Linked DNA regions of Mus musculus: regions 2 and 3 are each linked to region 1. Evidence: chromatin contacts called from public HiChIP or PLAC-seq and promoter capture Hi-C data. All regions are on one chromosome and are shown on one strand. Each heading gives the region's core, a stretch centred on a gene start, on an enhancer-like site or on the middle of the called end of the contact. The rest is flanking DNA. Distances are from core to core; before and after follow the strand shown.

Region 1 (3,178 bases), core at 231-2,730:
CAATCTATGAAGTTCCTGAAACATGCCTCTTGGTGTAGTGTTTTTTAGAAGCTCTTAAAAACAGAGCTTTTAGGGTTTTAATTACAGAGAGAAGGCCAAGGAGGCATTGCTTGGTGAGAGAAATCACTCCCAAATGGGCTGTTAGCGAAAGCCCCAGCACCTTTAAAGTAGAGGCTGTGTGCTGCTGTGTCTCCAGAGAGCTTTGGGTTCACTGTGAGGAGGAGATGTGGCAACACTGCTCCCATGCTGTCTTCTCACAGAGCCATCAGACTTTATACCATCAGTGTTAAGAGGCTGCAATCTCTGTAGAATTTGGGGTGCAGTTTATCCCCTCAGTTCTTCCTGCAGCTTCTCTAGCTGGGCAATGTGAGACAGGACCTTCCCAGGTTTTCTGGCCAAGTTCTGACTCTCCCACTCTTGCTGCTCTTGTACCGACTTCTGGAAATCAAAATTATTTTCCAGACCAGATTGTTAGTGTTTCTTCTATCAAATTGATCTTGATGAAATATTATAAGTTAAAACAGCTGAAACAAGAGGTCAGGTTTCCACAGAAGCCTCAGGACTCCAGAGCCCCCATGTTCCTTATGGACTCCTGAAGGCAGGGCTGCACTGGTTGGCAGAAGGAAGGCTTGAATGAAAAATTGATGATTTCTCAATGTGACCCTGGGATGGGAGCACACACGTACAGCCTGTAGAAGTTGAACATGCCAGCACCTGAGAGCAAATAACTTCTTCACAGGTGTTTTTTTTAAAAATAGTTTAGGCAGAACAGGGTAAGGAGAAGGCTCAGCAATGTGGAAGGCAGAGCCAGGAGAGTCCTGAGGAGAAATAACAGAGACTGTGCCTTGGAGAAAACACACTCTGAAAAGTTGTCCCCTGCCCTACACACACATGACCATGCAGGTGAGCAGACACATGCACAAGCACACTAGCACACATACGGATGCTTCCGTGGGTAAGGAGCTCTGTATTCTGGGGGTGCTATGACAGGAGTACTCACAGAGGTGAAGACAGGGGCACAGGTCTGGCCTTGGGGAGCTTCAGGTTACATAAAAGGATGCCACGTGCCAATGCAGGGACAGGAAGTCAGCTGGCATGTGTTACTAGAGGCTTCTTCTAGAGGGTGTCAGTCAAGGAGTGAGATTGGTCAGCGTGGGCATTTGTGATTAGTATCTTAGAGCAATAATAGCAAACAATTCACGGGTGCTTTTCTACACTGCCCAACTTTACTTGTAACAGCCCTAACTGAGGCAGACACCTTCTCTGATGGGCCAACCGAGGTTCAGTGGCAAGCTCATGATTCTCACACATGCCTGCTAGGCCTACGCACTTAGTCACCCTCTGCTGCCCCATCCTAGGAGACCCAAAGGATCCTTCTCATTCACACTTCCTAACAAGGACACCTCAGAAGCCTGTGTCCTGGTGTGTGCTCCAGCCGCCCTCAGCTGGGAGAGCCAGAGTGTGCAAGCACAGTGCTTTAGCTGTTGTCTTCTTCCCACTTGGAGGTACATTCCTTCAGAGTGACTCACCGCCCCTCAGGGAGCTCATTCAGTTGTTAAATGGAATTGTTTGGGGTGGGGTTGGGGGTAAGACTGAAAACTTGTCTGAAAGGCAGATGATTTTGGTATTGTTCCTACATGGAAACTGTCATCTGCCGTGTAAATCTTCACGTAAATGCCACTTGTGAGCTGTATAAACGTGGACAAGTGACTCCTCTGAGATTCTTGTAAGTTCTTAAATACCCAGAGTGTGTTAGGAGAGGTAAGATTGTGTCTTTGGAGTACTGGCAAGGGTTGGGTGGCTAACAGGCAGGATGAGCACTGGTCACCTTGGCAACTTTCACCAGAGTAGCTTACATTTACGTCTCAGGGGAGAATTGTATTTCCCTCTAGGGCAACTCACAAGTTTTGGGTCTTCTGTACTGTGCCAGTTAAATGCCCACTTCTCCTCTGACCTCAGACATGTCAGGAGCAGGCCTCCAGCCACTCAGACAGACTAAAGTGTTATCATTTAAAATAATAATATGGGCTAGAGGCTAAGAAAATACTCCCTGCTCTCCTGGAGGATCCATGTTCTGTTCTCTAGCATCTGTATTAGGTGGCACACAGAGAACTCCATTTCTTGACCTCCATGGGCATCTGGACACTCACACAGACACACAGAAAAAAAAAAAAAACAAAAAAAAAACTTGTAATGCTTTCTTCCACTGAAAGCCTTGGGGAATCCCACAGCTTTGTCACTTGACCGTCACCTCCAGAGCTGTGCTTGCATAGCAGGCTCAGAGGTTTTCTAAGTATAGCAGCCAGGCCAGAAAACAGAAGCTTTTTTTTGTTTGTTTTTTTGTTTTTCGAGACAGGGTTTCTCAGTGTAGCCTTGGCTGTCCTGGAACTCACTTTGTAGACCAGACTAGCCTCGAACTCAGAAATCTGCCTGCCTCTGCCTCCTGAGTGCTGGGATTAAAGGTGTGCGCCATCATGCCCGCCCGGCTAAGCAGAAGCTTTTAACGATACAACTTTTGCAGCTGGTAAAATGGCTGAGCATCGAAGAGTGCTTGCCTCCAAACCTAACCTGATCTGACTGACCCTCAGAACCCAGCGCCCCTAGACGCAGACTGTCCTGTGACCTCCACGAGGGACTGTGGCACACACAATCAACCCATCAATTATTGCAAACATTTTTAGACATAAAACTTTTGGAGGTTAATCCCAGCACTTGGGAGGCAGAGGCAGGCGGATTTCTGATTTCGAGGCCAGCCTGGTCTACACAGTGAGTTCCAGGACAACCAGGGCTACACAGAGAAACCCTGTCTCAAAAAAAACAAAAACAAAACAAAACAAAAAAATCTTTTGGAGGGATTGGGAGATGGCACAATCGTAAAGTGCTTGCCGCATAAACATGTAGACCTGAGCTTAGATCCCAAGCACCCATGATAAAAAACATAAATAGATTTATAAATTACTAGCCATAGCCACATTAGCCAGGACCCAGTGGCCTCCATATGTGACACAAAAATAAAGTATTCTTTCCCACATGTAAAGAAAGTTCAGTGATAGACAAAGGCGAGTGTGAGGTTTCCTTGAGGACACTTCTAACTCCCTCTTCTACTGTCTGTAACACAGATTCTATGCAGTGATGCACAGTAGCTGCTTCCTCTCCAGTTACCATGGCTACATTCAGA
Region 2 (3,178 bases), core at 360-2,859, 950 kb before region 1:
TTTCTGATTTTTCCAGTAATTTTCATTTTCATACTTGGCCCCTTTGGTGCTTGTGTCGAGAGTGGATTTTGTGCTTCTATATTGAGAATTTTAAGTTCAGGGCCAGTAGGATGGCTCAGCGGGTAGCCACTGGCTCACAGGCCTCATGGCCTGAATTTTAGCTCCAGATCCAACAAGATGGCAAGGAAAAACGGACTCCTGAGAGCTTTTCTTTGACTTTCACACATGCTAAGATGAGACCCTGGCTTAAAGGAACAGGCAGAGCGTGATAAAGGAGACTGCTTGATGCTCTCTTCTGACCTTTGTACACACACACACACACACACACTGGAGCTGAGGAGTTGGCTCAGTGCTTAAGAGAATTTACAGGACCTGAATTTGGTTCCCAGTGCCCATGTCAGCTGGCTCGCAACTGCCTGTAACTCCAGTCCTAGGACATCTCAATTAGGCATCTTCTGCCCATATGTGCACAGATACACAGGTTTATGAATCATTAAAAAACAACCTCTGGCCAGGCAGTGGTGGCGAATGCCTTTAATCCCAGGATTTGGGAGGCAGAGGCAGGCAGATTTCTGTGAATTCAAAGCCAGCCTGGTTTACAAAGGCAATTCCTGGACACCCAGGGCTACACAAAGAAACCCTGTCTTAAAACAATTATGGCTTTGGCTAGGGATGAAGTCTTCTGGAGTTTGGGGTGTTTGTTTTTGCATTCAGAAGTCACTGACCAAACTCTCCCCCGTGCTGGCCATGGATTGGAGCACGAGACAGAGGAGGACCAGAGAGAAAAGGTCCTGCTGCAGTGCGCAGGCAGCCAGGGCAGTGAGGAACGTGGCAGCCAGCAGGCAGCTCAGGCAGAGTCTTAGTTATGAGTTAATGTGCAGAGGATATTCCTCGGTCCTTTCAGGAACACCCCCGCCCAGCTCCAGGGCCCTTGATGAACAGAAGGGCTGGGTTACCACCATGCTTCCCAGCCTCCCTGCATCAACACACTGTGAATGTGTCCCCAACTGCATGCCACTCCTCCACTGCAACCCAGAGAGCACCGAGTCTGTGTAGCAGTTCCAGGTACAGCCAGGGCCCTGCAGGGGCCTCCCTGTCAGCGACAGGCTCGTTAGTGTCTTCCCGAGTGGTCCATTCTTAATGCTCTCTGGCAAATGCATTCCTTTTCATTCTCCTTCTCCCTCTCTCCTCATTTCCAGGTTCCTTTTTTTGATATTTACTTTCCCTTGGACACCCCACACCCTTTTATATATTTTTTCCAGCGACCTTTCCCACCCCAGCAGGCAGTGTGAGCCAGAGTGCCTTTTCTCTCATCCTTCCTTGTATTTAAAATTTAACAGCGTCTCCCCTCTTTTCCCCTCAGTCAGCTGCGGGCAGCTGCTGAAGGAGGCTGTGGCAGCCAAGTCAAGCTTCGGGGAGCTCATCCAGCCATTCTTTGAAAAGAGGATGACAGGTAGGTAGACCACTCTGTCCACTAACCGCCTCAGCCCAGTGGCTCCAGGGCAGGTGCTCTGGCCACCCGTGGGCATAGGGAGGGGATACAGATGCGCCATGGCTGTGGCTTGTTTTTTAGGGAACACCGAGTGGCATCCACTCCTGGTCCCGTGCCAGGTGAGTCACTGACTGTTTAGACCATTTCATTTCTTCCTGGTTAGACGGTTTACAGGGCTTACAGAGTGGGGTACCCAGAGCAGCTGCTGGAAGCCAGAAGGTCCCTAATTTTACAAATTCCAGGATGAATTCCAGAGGAAAGCTTGATAGGGAAATGGTATCAAATAGTCTTTCCAGTTCCCCCGTGTTGTCAATACTAGGAAAGCATTCGTGAATCTGACTCTCCAGAAGAGCATCTCAGAAGAGTTCTCAGGCCAGCTTCCCGGGGCAGTGCACTGGGCGTGGTGATGCACACCCGCAGTCTCAGCACTTGGGAGGTGATGATCACTCTCAGCTACATTATGAATTTAAGATTAGCCTGAGCTGTGTGGGACCCTGCCTCAAAATAATAATGATGATAATAATAATGATGATGATGGCTAGTGAGATGGTTCAGCGGGTAAGAGCACTGACTGCTCTTCCCAAGGTCCTGAGTTCAAATCCCAGCAACCACATGGTGGCTCACAACCATCTGTAATGAGATCTGATGCCCTCTTCTGGTGTGTCTGAAGACAGCTACAGTGTACTTACATATAATAATAAATCTTAAAAATAATAATAATAGCAGCAGCAGTTGGAGCAAACACAGTGGTACCTGATGTGTGTCTGTGAGTTCCACTTCTGCCCCATGAGTGCCAAGTCTCACGCTGCAGATATTTGGACTGAATGAATGAACAGGATGCCAGAGTCAAGTAGGTGGATAGCTGTGGCTTTTGCCCTGTACCATGCTGTTCATGACTGCGTGAAAAACCAGCTCCCCACCCCCACCAGCAAGCACCTAGGAGATCAGACCCGAAGAGAATGAGCAAGCCAAGGTCACAGAGGTAACAGCAGCTGTGGGTGAACAGCAAACCTTGACCCTTTGTGCAGCGTGTCTACATGTGTCCCCCAAAATATGAAATTACAAAAAAAGGCAAGCATTTGATGAGTCTCTGAGTTCACATCCCTTGTGTTATTCTACGAAGTGTTTTCTCATGTATACTAGCTTGACAGCATGCTAGATTATCCATTGATGGATTGAAGTCACACCCATTGACCCTGGGGTATTGAATACTGTGCTGGTGTGGATGGCTACCTCAGCATGTGCCTGCTCCCTCCATCTCTTAGCTGCCTCTGGTTGTCACCACCATGTTTGTCTGTGGTTGGTGATGTAATGGACCTTGTAGTTCAAGATAACACAAGTTTATTTTATTATGGAGGTCAGAAATACTGAACTAAAGGGTTGTGTCCTGGCTCTGGCAAGAATGTACACCTGGCATCTAAAGGCTTCCTGTATTCCTTGGCTGCTAGGCCCTCCTCCCATTTAGAAGCAAAACAATGTAGCCCCTCCCTTTCTGCGTAGACTGGACAGGCTTCAACTCACACAGATCTGCCTGCCTCTGCCTACTGAATGTTGGCATGAAAGATGTGCATGCCACACCGGGCTGTCCTTGGCTTCTTATCTCAAGGACGGAAAATAGTGACTCACACAGATGTGCAGAAGTAGAAAGGAAACTTCATTTAAAAGCAAAGCAACAGGTGGGAGGGT
Region 3 (3,178 bases), core at 190-2,689, 630 kb before region 1:
AACCACTTCTGCCCACAAGAAGAAAAAGAATAGTGTTCTGGAGGTGGATATGGAAACTGGGATCATCCTTGTAGATAAAGAAAACATGGAGAACCTGCTAGAGACTTCTAGAAAGGATGTGGATATTGTTTATGTTGATATGAGCAAGGGACAAAGGTCAGCAAAAGTGCGTGAAACAGGAGAGCTGCCCGCTGCTAAGCCACAGGAACATGGCTGTCGAGAGCTGCTCGGTGACGTCAGGAGCAGAAAGAAACAAAAGCACCTCCAGAAAGTTGCACCCTGGGATGTTGTTCAGGGGAGCCAGCCTGAGAGTATCTCCCTGCCCCCATCAGAGCCCTTGTCTTCTGAAGATTTAGAAGGCAAAAGCACAGAAGCAGCAGTGTTTTGTAAAAAGAAGTCTAAAAAAAACGTGTTCAGGAGCCAGGAATTGGAGCCCATCCCCGACAGTCTTGATGACTCGGAGACCATCTCTGAGAGACTTGATAGCACACACCATGGAGGAGCTGTCGGGGCTGGAGAAGAATGTGAGAGCACCAAAGAATCCCACAGTATCAAAAAAAAGTCCAAGAAAAAGAAGCACAAGTCTGTTGCTCTTGCCACATCTAGTGACAGTGCCTCAGTGACAGACAGCAAGGCTAAGAATGCCCTGGTGGACTCCTCAGAAGGCAGTGGTGCTGTGAGGGAAGAGGACGTGGACCACAGGCCAGCAGAGGCAGAAGCCCAGGCTTGTTCCACTGAGAAGCACAGGGAAGCCATGCAGAGGTAAGGGGGGAATGGGGCGTGTCTTCTGTGTGCGTATGAGATGACAGAAACCTTAAGACTCGTGACATTTAATTGAGCAGATAGCTGAATGTTTTCATATGTAAATGAAGATAGTTAGATTTTCACTGAGATCTATTCTACCTAATTCTATAAGTTTGCACCATTTGAAGACTTCCCAGCCCCCATGGCTTGTCTAAGAGTGTGTATGGGCATACCTTACACTGGGGATTCTGCGGAGCAGCAGAAGCTTGGCTCCCGCACAAGGAATGTAGCTATGGTTATGTCTCCTGCTGTATCAGTCTACTGCCCCACTTGCAGATCCTGAACCCGGGTCAGGTTTTTATCTTCTTACTTTTGTTACTTTTCATTCAGTAATCTTTTTGTGTTTGTTTGGTAGTTCTGGCTTTGAATAGTTTTACATGACTGCTAAATATTAAGTGTCACGTGGGATGGTATTGATACCACATATGAGCCATTCACACTGTCCTCTCACTGGGACATTGTCAGTTCATCGATCATGAGGCAGGAATACGCTAGGGCTGTAGCGCTAGCTTTCCTTGGGCCACGGGTCTTAGGAAAGTCACTGACTTGCTAACAAGTGGACTAGAGGATGTAGTTTCCAGCCTGGCAGACTCGCTGGTGTTTGCCTGAACATGTCAAGTAAGCAGATTCTGCCATCTGCTGGAGAACTGGGAAAAGCATTTGGGAAGACCGAGGGAGAAATGAGGCCAGGGCAGCAGGAGTAGCCACAGCTGGGTATACACTGAACCCCAGCCAACCAGTTAGGAGCCAGGGTATTCTACAGCTCAACTCACTGTAAGGGCGGGGCATCTCTGTAGAGATCAAAAGGGCTTTATTTACTAGAACCATGGGTGAGAATTAGCACATAAACTAGCACTGACTGGTAGGATCGATGGAGTTATCTCTGTCCACACGCCCATTCAAGCTAATCGGGGTGCATAAAGAATTTGAAAATTATTGAGTGAATGGCTGCCTCCCAGGTGCAGTTTAACTTCAATACTTTTCTAGATTGAGACCCGTTCAGAGAGTTAAAAGGTGGAGATAACTTGCTGGTAACCCCGTTTCCCCCTTAGGTTAGAACCTACCCATGAAGAAGAAAGCAATTCGGAATCAGCTAGCAATTCTGCAGCAAGACACATATCTGAGGACAGGAGAGAGTCTGATGACTCGGATGTTGATTTGGGCTCTGCAGTGAGACAGCTGCGAGAGTTCATTCCTGACATACAGGAAAGGGCGGCCACCACCATCAGACGCATGTATCGGGATGACCTAGGGCGCTTCAAAGAATTTAAGGCACAAGGTAAGCTTGCCAGTGTACTGCTTTTGAGTGACTGGAACTGATGGAGAAGCATTCATTAAAAAGATCTTAAAGCTGGGCAGTGGTGGCGCACACCTTTAATCCCAGCACTTGGGAGGTAGAGGCAGGCGGATTTCTGAGTTTGAGGCCAGCCTGGTCTAAGAAGTGAGTTCCAGGACAGCCAAACAGCCAGGGCTACATGAGAAACCCTGTCTCAAAAATAAATAAATAAATAAATAAATAAATAAATAAATAAATAAATAAATAAAAAGGGTCTTAAAGCTGGGCAGTGGTGGCACACGCCTTTAATCCCAGCACTTGGGAGGCAGAGAAGTAGGTAGATCTCTATAAGTTTGAGGCCAGCCTGGTCTGCCAATCGAGTTCCAGGATAGCCAAGGCAACACACAGAAACCCTGTCTTGGAAAAAAAAAAAAGATCTCAGAAGCTATAGATCTGAGACCGTGTGTCACTGAGACCATGTGTCACACTGAGCAGTACTTACTTAGCACTGCTCGAGGAATGTTAAAAATCCCCTTTTAAAACTGTTTCCTCGTTGCATGTATTTATACTGCAGGATAGTGTACTGTGTAAGTGCCCTTTCACACAAATAAGCACTGTGCGTTGAGTGGGGGGGCTCCAACTCTGGAGACAAAGCATTGAACAGGTTAAGCAATACACCCCAAGATCCTCACAGACACAGTTACAGAGCAGTGTCTTGAGGGCCCCTTTGCTGAAACCCCTCATGTTGAATCATGAGGTAGAACAGGCTGAGCTCAAACTCTTAGTCCTCCTTCCTTGGCTTCCCAAGTGCTGGAATTAGCAATTGTGCATCACCATGCCTTGCTCCAAATATAAATTACTGGGTTGCTTATTTAATTTTGTGGTATGTATATATGTATGCATGCGTGCATTGTTTTGACCTGGAGTTAGCCACGTACCAACTACTCAGACAACGGTCTTGAATATGATGAAGGTGTATTGAACACCTTCCGATTGATCAATCAGGGCCACAAGAAGAAAACCTAATTGTGGTACCTGTCTGTCCTCAGGGAAGACTTTTTATATGAAAACCCAGGTTCAAAGGTGTGAAGGCAAGCA

What was found. Promoter capture Hi-C pulls out the DNA fragments that hold promoters and counts their contacts. HiChIP or PLAC-seq counts read pairs in DNA pulled down with a chosen protein or histone mark.
Region 2: a FOXA1 HiChIP or PLAC-seq map of pancreatic cancer cells shows a contact between it and region 1. The contact joins two enhancer-like sites. A contact is called at or near these places in 2 of 39 promoter capture datasets (hippocampal neurons and pre-B cells) and 1 of 115 datasets of contacts at active chromatin or transcription factors (pancreatic cancer cells).
Region 3: a contact with region 1 is called in a promoter capture Hi-C map of embryonic stem cells, with 2.1 times the contacts expected there. The contact joins two enhancer-like sites. A contact is called at or near these places in 8 of 39 promoter capture datasets (the 3T3-L1 cell line, 3T3-L1-derived adipocytes, the C10 cell line and 4 more) and 2 of 115 datasets of contacts at active chromatin or transcription factors (embryonic stem cells and pancreatic cancer cells).

The regions. Positions count from the first base shown.
Region 1 is chr2:29,690,196-29,693,373 of GRCm38.p6, forward strand. The region is part of intron 5 of Rapgef1 (Rap guanine nucleotide exchange factor (GEF) 1); the gene reads left to right. Among named protein-coding and RNA genes, the nearest start is that of Gm13420, 60 kb to the right of the region's middle. Within about 2 kb of position 1,481, at least 71 of the 459 cell types and tissues checked have an H3K27ac peak or open chromatin away from gene starts, as enhancers often do. A contact at or near this core is called in embryonic stem cells and pancreatic cancer cells, where this site is marked.
Region 2 is chr2:28,741,297-28,744,474 of GRCm38.p6, forward strand. Ak8 (adenylate kinase 8) reads left to right here. Exons shown (of 13, transcript NM_001033874.2): 10 at 1,364-1,453. Among named protein-coding and RNA genes, the nearest start is that of Mir3088, 9.6 kb to the left of the region's middle. Within about 2 kb of position 1,610, at least 1 of the 459 cell types and tissues checked has an H3K27ac peak or open chromatin away from gene starts, as enhancers often do. A contact at or near this core is called in pancreatic cancer cells, where this site is marked.
Region 3 is chr2:29,065,147-29,068,324 of GRCm38.p6, forward strand. It overlaps Ttf1 (transcription termination factor, RNA polymerase I), which reads left to right. Exons shown (of 12, transcript NM_009442.2): 2 at 1-762; 3 at 1,857-2,083. Among named protein-coding and RNA genes, the nearest start is that of Ttf1, 6.5 kb to the left of the region's middle. Within about 2 kb of position 1,440, at least 42 of the 459 cell types and tissues checked have an H3K27ac peak or open chromatin away from gene starts, as enhancers often do. A contact at or near this core is called in embryonic stem cells, where this site is marked.